Linked DNA regions of Cricetulus griseus: region 1 is linked to region 2. Evidence: chromatin contacts called from public Micro-C data. All regions are on one chromosome and are shown on one strand. Each heading gives the region's core, a stretch centred on a gene start, on an enhancer-like site or on the middle of the called end of the contact. The rest is flanking DNA. Distances are from core to core; before and after follow the strand shown.

Region 1 (5,063 bases), core at 272-2,771, 180 kb after region 2:
TCGTAGAAAGCACTGGGGAAGCTGTGAGCCCTTATGTTCTGATGCCTTCTGTGGGGCCACTGGCGGCATCTGCTCTAGAGCCCATGTCTGGGGCAGCTCTCTTCAGGAGTAGGAGGCAATGGAGTTTAAAAGGCCAGTGGTGTACAGGGCTGTGCTAGGCTGGGGCAAGCGAGCACACTCCCACCAGGTTAGGAGTCGCTGAGGGGCACTGGGGCTTCTAGGAGTGGAGAGGACAGGGTGTGTGGGGAGCTTCTTTTTTGAATGGGAATGTGTGTGTGTGTGTGTATGTGTGTGTGTGTGTGTGTGTGTGTGTGAGTGTGTGTGTGTGTGCACGCGCGCGTGCACGCGCATCCAGTCACTCACCTGCCACACACACACACACACACACACCACACACACACACACACACACACACACACACACACACACACACACTCCTCTTATGGGCTGTGGCCTGCTCGGGCCTCCCACCTACCCATCCACCCAGTCACTTACCTGCCCCTTAGGTTGCTGAAGAAACATTTGGTATTCAAAGCATTTTCTGGACCCTCTGTCAGAAGAACAATAGAAGACCATGAATCTAGTGCCTGAAAAGAGCTGTGGTTTTGGTGGCAGAAGCCTGGTTGGGTGCTAGCCTGCCCTTGGGACTGCTCAGGTTTAGTCCACCCTGAGGGGGCTCTCATCTTCCCTTGTGAAAGGCTGGATACAGGTGGAGGGGAAGTGGATGGCGTCTGCCCCTGTGCCAGACTGGATGGGGATAGAAGGCCCAGAGTGAGGTGAATTTGGAGAAGCCATGGCCAGGAGAAATGGGATGACTGTGTGAATGTCCTCCCTGGGGGCAGAAATGTGTATCAGCCTGATCCATCAGCATGAGCCCCACCCACTGTGTAGGAGCTATGGCCTGGATATGTTAGGCCAATTATTACTAACAGTGTGGGGAATTTGGTTGCAGGGCTATTTTGGTGTGGTCACATGCTGCCTGGGTCTCAGTTTACCTGCCAGACAATGTGCTGGGTGAGCTCCTGGGACATGAGAGTGCCCAAGACAGCCATGGACTCATGTCCCCTATGCTTTCGGGCCTGTGCCTTTCCTTCTGCAGGACTGGGACAAGGTCCAGGTAAAATGGCCCTAGAAAAGTGGTCCCAGTGCGTGGACAGGGATGGGGTGCTATTCTAGGCCTTGAAGATATGTCATGAACAAAACAGACCTAAGTCCCAGCCTTGATGGGTTGTGTGCGGACATTAGGGTAGAGGTTTGTGTTATCAATTTCCTATGTAGGTTTCTTGGCTGCTCTGAATGAAACTCATGAAAGGCTCTTGGTTGAGGGAGCTACAGAGGGAGCTTGGAACTTAGGCACTTGCTTGGAAATAGGTTCCAATCAGGCCTGGACCACATGAGGGGGCTGATGACCTTCCTTGGTTGGTGCTTGAATTGGCTGGGTCCTCAGGCCCCTGAGTCACTCTGCCTCACCCCAGATTCTTCAGCCTTGGGCTCTACGGTAGCTCGGTCATCTCAGCTGAGACAACCCTCTGGTTTTAGAAGGGAATTTTCTTGAATGCCACTTACTAAGCTCTCTGGCACCCAGCTTTGGCTAGGCCACCAAGGCCTTATGCTTCCTGAATGGTTCCCACCACGGGGATGGGGGTGGTTCCCTGCCCTTCCACTGCCTCACCCTGGCCATGACACTGCTCTGACTTTAGAGCTGGTTTCCTGTCTTCATGTCCTCCTACCCACCCAGGAAAGGCATTGTTCTGCAGCTCTACAGTAAACCTGTGTCTTCAGTCACCCCCTCTCTCTTGCCCACAGCCATCTGCTAGATCTGAGCTCTGACCTGCTTCTGCCCAGCTTGAAGCCTCCCAGAAAATATGTCCCATTTCCCCATCCTTTTCCGGGTCAGCAGGGAGAACAGGAGCTCTCTGTAGTGCAAATGTTCTTAAGGAGCTAACTGGTACCTGGCCTTGCTCAAGACAGGGTTTCCCAGCCCCTTTGCTGTCAGGGGCTAAATAGTTCCTTGTGGTGGCCTGTCCTGAGCACTGTAGCTTGGCCTCTGTGCTTTACATGCCGAGAGCATTTCCTCTGTCCTCTCCCACTGAAGAGTCTAATGTCCCCAGCGAGCATGACCTCTCCTACCTGAGATTCACTGGTCTAGTGGGTGAAGGCATCATCTCAAAGCTTGGCTAGGCCGGGGCTAGAAGTGAGCAGAGCAGTGTCCAGTCTGAACCACACAGTTAAAGTGAATCTTGCCTCAGAGAGCTACAGAATCTTAAGGACACACAGACCCATGTGAGGAAAGAGGCATTTTGGAAAAGGGATCCAGGCAGCTTTCTATAGGGTGGCCTAGACAGAGGAGGAGTCTAGTATGGGTGGGGGCTGAGGCAGGATGTCTTAGGAGACCGGGAGTAGCAGAAACAAAAGGAGCAGCCCTGGAATCCAGAGGATGGGGCCTTATCCAGTGTCTGTCATGTCTCTCTCAGTGTCATTAGCTGTAAGATGAAGCCCCAGTCTTTGTTTTCTCCTTGCCTAGAGCCTCAGGTGGGGCTGAGTCCTCTGTAGTCACTGGTGGAATGTCCATGTCAACAGGAGACCCCAGGACATGGGTCACACTGTTCACACCCTGTGGTACAGCATGTTGCCTGAGAACTAGGTGTGGGGGCCTGGTGAGAGGTGGGGAATGGGTATGGGGGCGCTTTGGGAGGAGACTGGCCAGGAGGCAGGCTCAGGTGCTGATGTTCTGGGACTGCCTGGATCTCAGCCTGGTGGGATCTCGGTGGGATGTAAGACGAAATTCGAGTGTGGGGTTCAGCTTTTATCCTCTGGGTGGAAGAAAGCCCCTGGGCTGACATCTGTGACTCTTAAAGACGGTATTAAAGGACATCGGTTGTGAAGTCAGAGAACCAGTCGGGAGAAACATGGTCCTGGGAAGCTCTGAACTGCTGAGGTTTCCCTGGAAAATGCTCCCGGACACCACAAATACTCCTGGTCACCATAGGAGCTCCCCAAGAATAGAAGTGACCTTAGCAGTCCTGCTCCCAATGAGTAGGATGGAGAGGGCTCTGCCTTGAGGATTCCAGGCCTGGGGCATAAGGACCATGGAGGCCTGCAGCAGCAGGGAGGTGGGGGCATCTTGCAGCCCCAGGCGTCCCCAGGCCAGGTTCCTCCATCTGAAACAAATACCTGCCCTGGAGGGTTTTCTGTTACTCATTCCAGGGTCCTATTTCTAGAGCCATAAATCTTTGGATCAAAATCATGAATTTTCCAGGGTATGATTAATGAAAGAAAAATTGAGACGGCAGCACAGAAAACTGACCCTGATTGAAGAAAGTCAGGGTCACAGGCTGGATGCAAGTTTAGGGCATAGCAGGCCAACTCAACAAGCTTCTGAACCAGACACCAGCACCACCTAGTGGTCACATGGGGTACTGGCATGCACCCCTTCTCTCTACAAAGCTCTGAGGGTGACTATGGGTCTGTGAAGGCCAGAATCCTAGGATCCTTGACCTGGGCCTTACTTGAGGTCGCTCTGGTGCAAAAGCTAGCTCTGGTCACCTACAGATCCTTGAATCATTTATGGCTTAGTAATAGCGTGTGTGTGCACTTGTGGGCATGCGTGCGTGCATGCGTGTGTGCGTGCATGCGTGTGTGTGTGTGTGTGTGTGTGTGTGTGTGTGTGTGTGTGTGTGTGTGTGTATAGTCTGGGCCACCTTTCTGTTTTCCCACTTATCAGAATTCTTTTCAGTCCTTAAGCCCAGCTCACTTTCAACACTGCCGACCTCCCATTGGACTATGTCTCATTGTCCTGCATAGTCACCTGGCCTATGGCCACCAGCTCTCCCCAAGTCATTGTAGAGGTCCTTGCATGCGCTAGCTGTCTCTTGCCCTCAGTGGCCTCTTCTGGGAACAGTCGCTGTCATGATTGTCAAAAACATCTGTTGGATCATGGCACACTCCGCCCTGGGGCAGAACACCTGAGTTCTCCCACCTTCCAGGTCCTGTTCTGTCTGTCCCCTGGCTGCATTGCCTCTTTTCTGTTCTGACACATGTCACCCTAGCCATTCTGTGACAGCCACATAGCAGCTAACACTTGCTTGGCAGACAGGCTTTGTCCCAACTGGAGGCCTTTTAACTTGATGTACCCTTTTTCTGAACATTTTCTGCATCTGTATTTATATCCACACTTCGTCTTATTTCATCTGTGCTTGCATTGGTCGAGTGTGTGTGTGTGTGTGAGAGAGAGTGTGTAAGTGTGTGAGAGTGCATGTATGAGTGTGTGTGAGTATGAGAGTGTGTGTGAAAGTGTAAGCGTATGTGTGAGTGTGTGTGTGTGTATGAGAGAGTGTGAGAATGTGTGTGTAAGAGTGTAAGTGTGTGAGAGTGTGAGTGTGTATGTGTGTGTATGAGAGTGTGTGTGAATGTTGTGTGTGTGACAGTGTGTGTGACAGTGTGAGTGTGTGTGAGAGTGTGTGAGTGTTGTATGTGAGAGTGTGAGTGTGTATGAGAGAGTGTGTGTGTGAGAGTGTGTATGAGAGTGTGTGTGTGAGTGTTGTGTGTGTGAGAGTGTGCATGAGAGTGTGAGTCTGTGTATGAGAGAGTGTGTGTGTGAGTGTTGTGTGTGTGAGAGTGTGTGTGAGAGTGTATGTGTGAGTGTGTGTATGAGAGTGTGTGTGAGTGTTGTGTGTGAGAGTGTACGTGAGAGTGTGTGTGTGAGTGTTGTGTGTGTGTGAGTGTGTGTGTGAGTGTGTGTATGAGAGAGTGTGTGTGAGTGTTGTGTGTGTGAGTGTGTGTGTGTGAGTGTGTGTGTGTGTGTGAGTGTGTTTGTGTGTATGAGAGAGTGTGAGTGTGTGTGAGTGTGTGTGTGAGTGTGTGTGTATGAGAGAGAGTGTGTGAGAGTGTGTGAGTGTTGTATGTGAGAGTGTGAGTGTGTATGAGAGAGTGTGTGTGAGAGTGTGTATGAGAGTGTGTGTGTGAGTGTTGTGTGTGTGAGAGTGTGCATGAGAGTGTGAGTCTGTGTATGAGAGAGTGTGTGTGTGAGTGTTGTGTGTGTGAGAGTGTGTGTGAGAGTGTAT
Region 2 (5,364 bases), core at 1,918-4,417:
GGTTGTACCCCAGAACTACAAGGGGTGGTGGGGAATGCCCATTAAACACTAGGTGAACTAGCTGTTAAGTGTATAGGCCAAGCAGACAAGCTGGGATTATATCCCAGTCGTGTGTGTGTGTGTGTGTGTGTGTGTGTGTGTGTGTGTGAGAGAGAGAGAGAGAGAGAGAGAGAGAGAGAGAGAGACAGAGACAGAGAGAGACAGAGACAGAGACAGAGACAGAGACACAGAGAGAGCATGAGCTGCATAGAGGTCAGTGCTGATGTCTTTCCTTAGTCTTTTCCATCTTATTGAGTTAGTTTTGGATCTTGCTTTACTGTCTAGGGAGCCCCCAGTACCCTCCTCTGTACTGGGGGATTACCAAGTTTTAAGTGGGTGCTGGTATCCTAACTCAGGTCCTCATGCTTTCATAGTAAAAATTCTATCAATCAAGTCATCTCCCTAGCCTCCTAGCTTAGTCTTTGATGCCATTTGAATGGCTTGGGATGGATTCCCTGGCCTTCTCTCCTCTAACTCCTTTTCTATAGAGTGATGGGATGATGGGAGAGTGGAGTCTGTGGTGTGCAAGCGCTTGGTAGATATCAGCTGTCACAAGCATACTGGAAACTCAGGTCCTGTGCAGGACCAATTCTTCCCATGAGGTGGCACCATCCAGCAGTCACTGCCCCCGAAGAAGCTTGACTTGGGGTGGCTGGCTGGAAGTTTCCTTTTTGCTTATTATCATTTTTGATTTGATATGGTAATTTCAAGGGGGATAAACTACCATACTCTCTTGTGAAACCCTGGGAGTTTCACAGAAAGGCCAGAAACAATGCTGGCATTTGGGACTGGAAGGAAGGAGCTGTTTTGAGTATTGCCTGTGGTCATAGTTAAAGTGGCATATAATTTATTGTGCAAATTAGGGCATCCTGAGAGCAAAAGTGGGGTGATTAATAACCATGCCAGGACAAGAGGAGTAAATGGGAGATGTCCTCCAAACTTGGAGGAACTTCATCTGTAGCTTGCTCAATAATACAGTTATCCTTTTAGTGTTTTTCTTGAGTGCAATGGGATTCTTCAGAAGCCTGCTACCTCATGCTTTCTGGAGTTCTTTCTCCAAAAGCCTCTGGCCACATCATTAGGTTTATTTGAGTTTTCCTCCTGATCGGTGTGTTCATCACATAGATCATAAGTCACCTTGGTTCCTTTTGCTGAATAATCCCTTCTTCTCTCCAGCTTTTCCAGCAGCCTTTTCCTGCAGTCATGAATCCTGCCAGATCTCAGCACCCCCATCTCTGGGTGTGCCAAAGTGGGATGGACAGCCTGGGTTCCTGCAGAGGTGAGATACCGAAAGATTCTCCATAATTCCAAGATTTCAGATCTGTCCATGTTCGTTTAAATCGAGAGGAGGGGAGGAAACTAGCACTCACCGGAATCCATCTTCATTACCTTAGATCCCTCTCATCTATGTGAGCTGGAGTGCTGTTGGTGGGACCCCTTTCCTTTCTGAGGAACCTGTGGCCTAGAGCTGCCTCCACCCAAAAGAGGCAGGCAGGATCACACACATCTGCGTGGCTCTAAAACCAGGAGTTTGTTACCTCACCCGGCTGCTTTGTCTGATCCTACCAGTAGCTATCACTATCAGGCCCCCTCTTCTCTCTACCTCCTCTTCTACACAGCAGACAGAACTGACCCCCTCAGTCGTGGTTGGAATATTGGTGGGGTCAGCTGGCAACACTTTATGCCAGGGGTTGGTCTTGAATGAGTGTTTTTTTTTGGGGGGGGAGGGAATTGGGAGGGATTGTTTTTTGAGACAGGGGTTCTCTGTTTAACAGTCCTCGTGTCCTGGAACTCACTTTGTAGACCAGGCTGGTCTCAAACTCACTGAGATCCACCTGCCTCTGCCTCCCAACTGCTGGGATTAAAGGAGAGCACCACCACCACCACTTGGTTTGAATGAGGTTTTGAAGGAAGAGAGGAGACTGTTTCTCAGGCTGAGAAATGAGAACCCCTGGGGGCTGGATTAGGGGTTGAATCTAACTGAAACAAACAAGACTAAGGGAGGTAGCCCAGGAGATTAGTGGAAACTGCCAAGCAGTTAGGGGAATGCAAGGGAGATCCTTGCAGTTTAAACACTTTGTCTCAAGCTGGATGGGCTGGCCTGTCCCTGCAGTCCTAGTATATCTTCTGCTGAGCATGGTGGGATGCCTTTAATCTGTGCACTCAGGAGTCAGAGGCAGGAGAGTCTCTGAGTTGTAGAACAGTGTGGGTGGTCCACACAGGGAAGTCCTGGACAGCCTGGTTCCAGGTCCATCAGAGCTACACAGTGAGATCTGTCTCAAAAATAAATAAATAAATAAATAAAATACTTTTTTCTTCTGATATTTCAGGGCACTAATGAGGACAAAACACTTTCTATGACAATAAGGGCAAAGAGAGGTGAAGGTTTCAGTGGCCACTTCGGGAACAGGTTTAGACTAGGTGTTGCATGAATCTGTGCCTGCAGGAAGGTAAGCCCGAGATGTCAAACTAGTATCTCCCGCTTCAGCTTGGCCCCTCCCGGCCCCAGTGCCCTTTGCTAACACTTGGAGGCTCTAGCTCAAGAGGAGGCAGCGGCTCCTCTAATAGAGTATCTCAGGGCAGTATCTAGCTCACTTGTCAACACCTTAAATAGTTCTCCCGAAATACCAAGCAAGAATTTCTTAGGTGTGGGGTGGGGGTGATGAGGCCAGACAAGCCGGCACGAGCTAGAAAGCTGAGACCACGGTCCGGCAGCCTTGGGGTAGCGTGTGTGGGCGCCCAGCCCAGGAGCGCCACCTTTTGGGCCCTGCCCTCCCCTCCCCTCCCTCCCTCCGCCCAACCCCGGGAGGGCGCGGCCAGGCCGGATCGTGGCAGGCAACAGGCACAGTAGTGCCACCTTGGGGGAACGGGCGAGCCGGGAATCAGGGTGCAGAGGGAGGCTTCGGGAACGCCGATGGGGAAGCGGCACAGTCCTCCCTCCCGCGCTCACGCGGGGTAAATGGCCGGAGTGGAGTGGAGTGGAGGGGGGCTCCCGTGCGGCCCTTTGCCTCGCTCAGCCGGGCTCTGCCTTGCCTCTGGCAGCCGAGTCCTCCCGCGGCGCAAACCGCCGGCCTTCCCTAGTCCTCTCCGCCTCTCCCACCCGGCCCCTTCCCAGCCCCGCCCTCGAGCATTCAGACCCCGCCCCGCAGCCCGGTGAAGGTCCCGCCCCCTCCGCCTGCCGGCCCCGCCCCCCGTTTCCGCTGGCCGCGGCGGTGCGGGAGGGAGCGGAGCCGGGGCGCCACACCGAGTCCAAGCGCGGTGAGTGCGGCCGGGGCGTGCCCGCGACTCGGGGCTCCAGAGGGCGCGAAGTTGCGGGGGTTCGGCTCGGTGAGCGGCGCGCGGGGCAGGCCGGGCTGGGCCTCGGTCGGGTTCCCCGAAGGGTGGGTGTCTGGGGGTGCCCAGGGAGGCGGAGCTCTCGGGGGGTAGGGGGGGGGGGAGGGGGGGCGGAGGCGGAGGAGGGGCTGGAAGGGGCCGGGGCGTGAGGGGCCTGTCACTGCGCCCCCCGGGCTCTGCTGCGGGTCCCGCGAGGGCTCAGGAATGCGGGACTGCAGAACGGTGGACCGCTGCCGCCTCACGCCCCGGCCCAGGGATGGAGACCGTAGGATGCCACAGGAAGGGAGACCCCCCTCTCCTCCCCCACTCCCCGAACCGTCGGGGATCCGGCAGACCGGCCGGAGACGGTTCGCCCAGGGCCGCAGATACGACGGTCTGGCCTGCCCACAGACCCGCTGGAGCCCCCAGGCATTCCTCGGGCTACTGCTGGCCGAGAGGCACTCAGAGTGACAAGGCTTTGGCACACCCCTAGATCTGAGATGTAGCCCATCTGTGCGCGCAAGTTTGGGCCTTTAAAAAAACTTTCATGTGGTTGGAAAAAAAAAAAGAAAAAAAGAAAGTCCAAACAAGCAACAGCTTTTGACAGCGGCAATTGTAATTGTGCATCCTGGACTAGGTAGTGCTGGGTCGCGCTTCTGTCTGTGGTGAAGGATGATGGTCTAAAGCATCTTTCTCCAGATGACTGTCAAAGTCTGGAGAAGTTTGTTTCTGGGGTAATGAGCTCTTGTCAAGGCTAGGCTAGTCTTGGCACTCTCAATGTCTAGGTGAGAACTCAGCAGTTTGACTTTCTTGGTTCAGAGAACTTAATTTGCCTTTTTGACCTGCATCTGCCCCCTCCCCTGGGGTGATTCAGGCATTTCCTCCTCCAGGAAGCTTTCCTGGACTAGTGGAGAGCCAAAAGAACTCTTGCTTTGATCTCTACTTACCTGTTCGCTCCCCATCTACTCAAAACAGCCTCCAGGAAGGGTGTGTGTGTGTGTGTGTGTGTGTGTGTGTGTGTGTGTGTGTGTTTGCTACTGGGAGATATGGGGAGATAGGAGAGGGATCGTGAAGCATCTCAAACAATGGACTGGACAAATCATTTATATTTAGCTGAGGAATGCAGGCGGGAGTCAGACAATCACAACACTTCCTATAGCAGCCTGGTCCTGGCGCCTGATGTGGTTGAGTCCATGGCTGGGGTGAGAAAGGGAAGGACATTGGAGAATACAACTCTACGTATTACTCGGTTCTTCTAACTCATTGAAGACCTACTGTGCACAAGGTCCTCAACAACTGGAGTGCTTCCCAATGAAGTGGTTTTTGTTTTTTCGTTTTTTGTTTTTTGTTTTTGTTTTGTTTTGGTCTTCTTTGGGGGGACTCTTTAAATCCGTGAACAGATGTAATATTAATACCAATAACTAGTGTTCTTATAGTAAGTTATAGTCAGCCAAATTCATTTGCTGCACAGAGGTAGGATGTACTTTTATTGATCTGCACATGTCTTTGGGATGTTACTATTACCCACCTTATTGGTTAGGGGGATGGCACTAGAATAAACTATCTTTAATGTTACAAAACTCGTTGAGAAAGAAGTAGAGTTTGATCTGGAAGCTTCTCTGTGCATCTGTCTGTCTCCATCTGTACTGAGCCCGTCTGTTCCCTCCCCTCAACCATGTGTGAAGCATCGGACAGGTTACTGCCCTTCCTAGCTCTCGGTTTTGGAGGACCATTGGGTTGAAAGTCTCCAGGGGCTCTCCTCCAGCAGTAACTAAACTAATAGTGTAATATGTTCTCAGCACCCAGTCAATTTATACTTTAAAGTTTTTTATTTATTTTAAATTAGTATACACGGTAATAGGTCCCATTATGACATTTTTGAATGTAATTTGGTTTTGCTGATCTTTTCCTCACTCCTCTTCCCCTTGCTCCCCTCTCATCTAAATTTTTTTTTTTTTTTAATTTTAGGTTGAGTGTGTGTTATAAATGTGTGTATGTGTTTGCATGTGCAGG

What was found. Hi-C and Micro-C count contacts between places; a contact is called where the count stands out from the background.
Region 1: a contact with region 2 is called in a Micro-C map of the CHO-K1 cell line, with 2.5 times the contacts expected there. The contact joins the enhancer-like site here to the promoter of Tspan9 in region 2. A contact is called at or near these places in 4 of 8 Hi-C or Micro-C datasets (the CHO-K1 cell line, fibroblasts and liver).

What each region holds. Positions count from the first base shown.
Region 1 is chr8:18,445,425-18,450,487 of CriGri-PICRH-1.0, forward strand. The region is part of intron 3 of Tspan9 (tetraspanin-9); the gene reads left to right. Among named protein-coding and RNA genes, the nearest start is that of Tspan11, 64 kb to the right of the region's middle. Within about 2 kb of position 1,522, at least 2 of the 6 cell types and tissues checked have open chromatin away from gene starts, as enhancers often do. A contact at or near this core is called in the CHO-K1 cell line and fibroblasts, where this site is marked.
Region 2 is chr8:18,263,195-18,268,558 of CriGri-PICRH-1.0, forward strand. It overlaps Tspan9 (tetraspanin-9), which reads left to right and starts at 3,168. Exons shown (of 9, transcript XM_027428363.2): 1 at 3,168-3,297.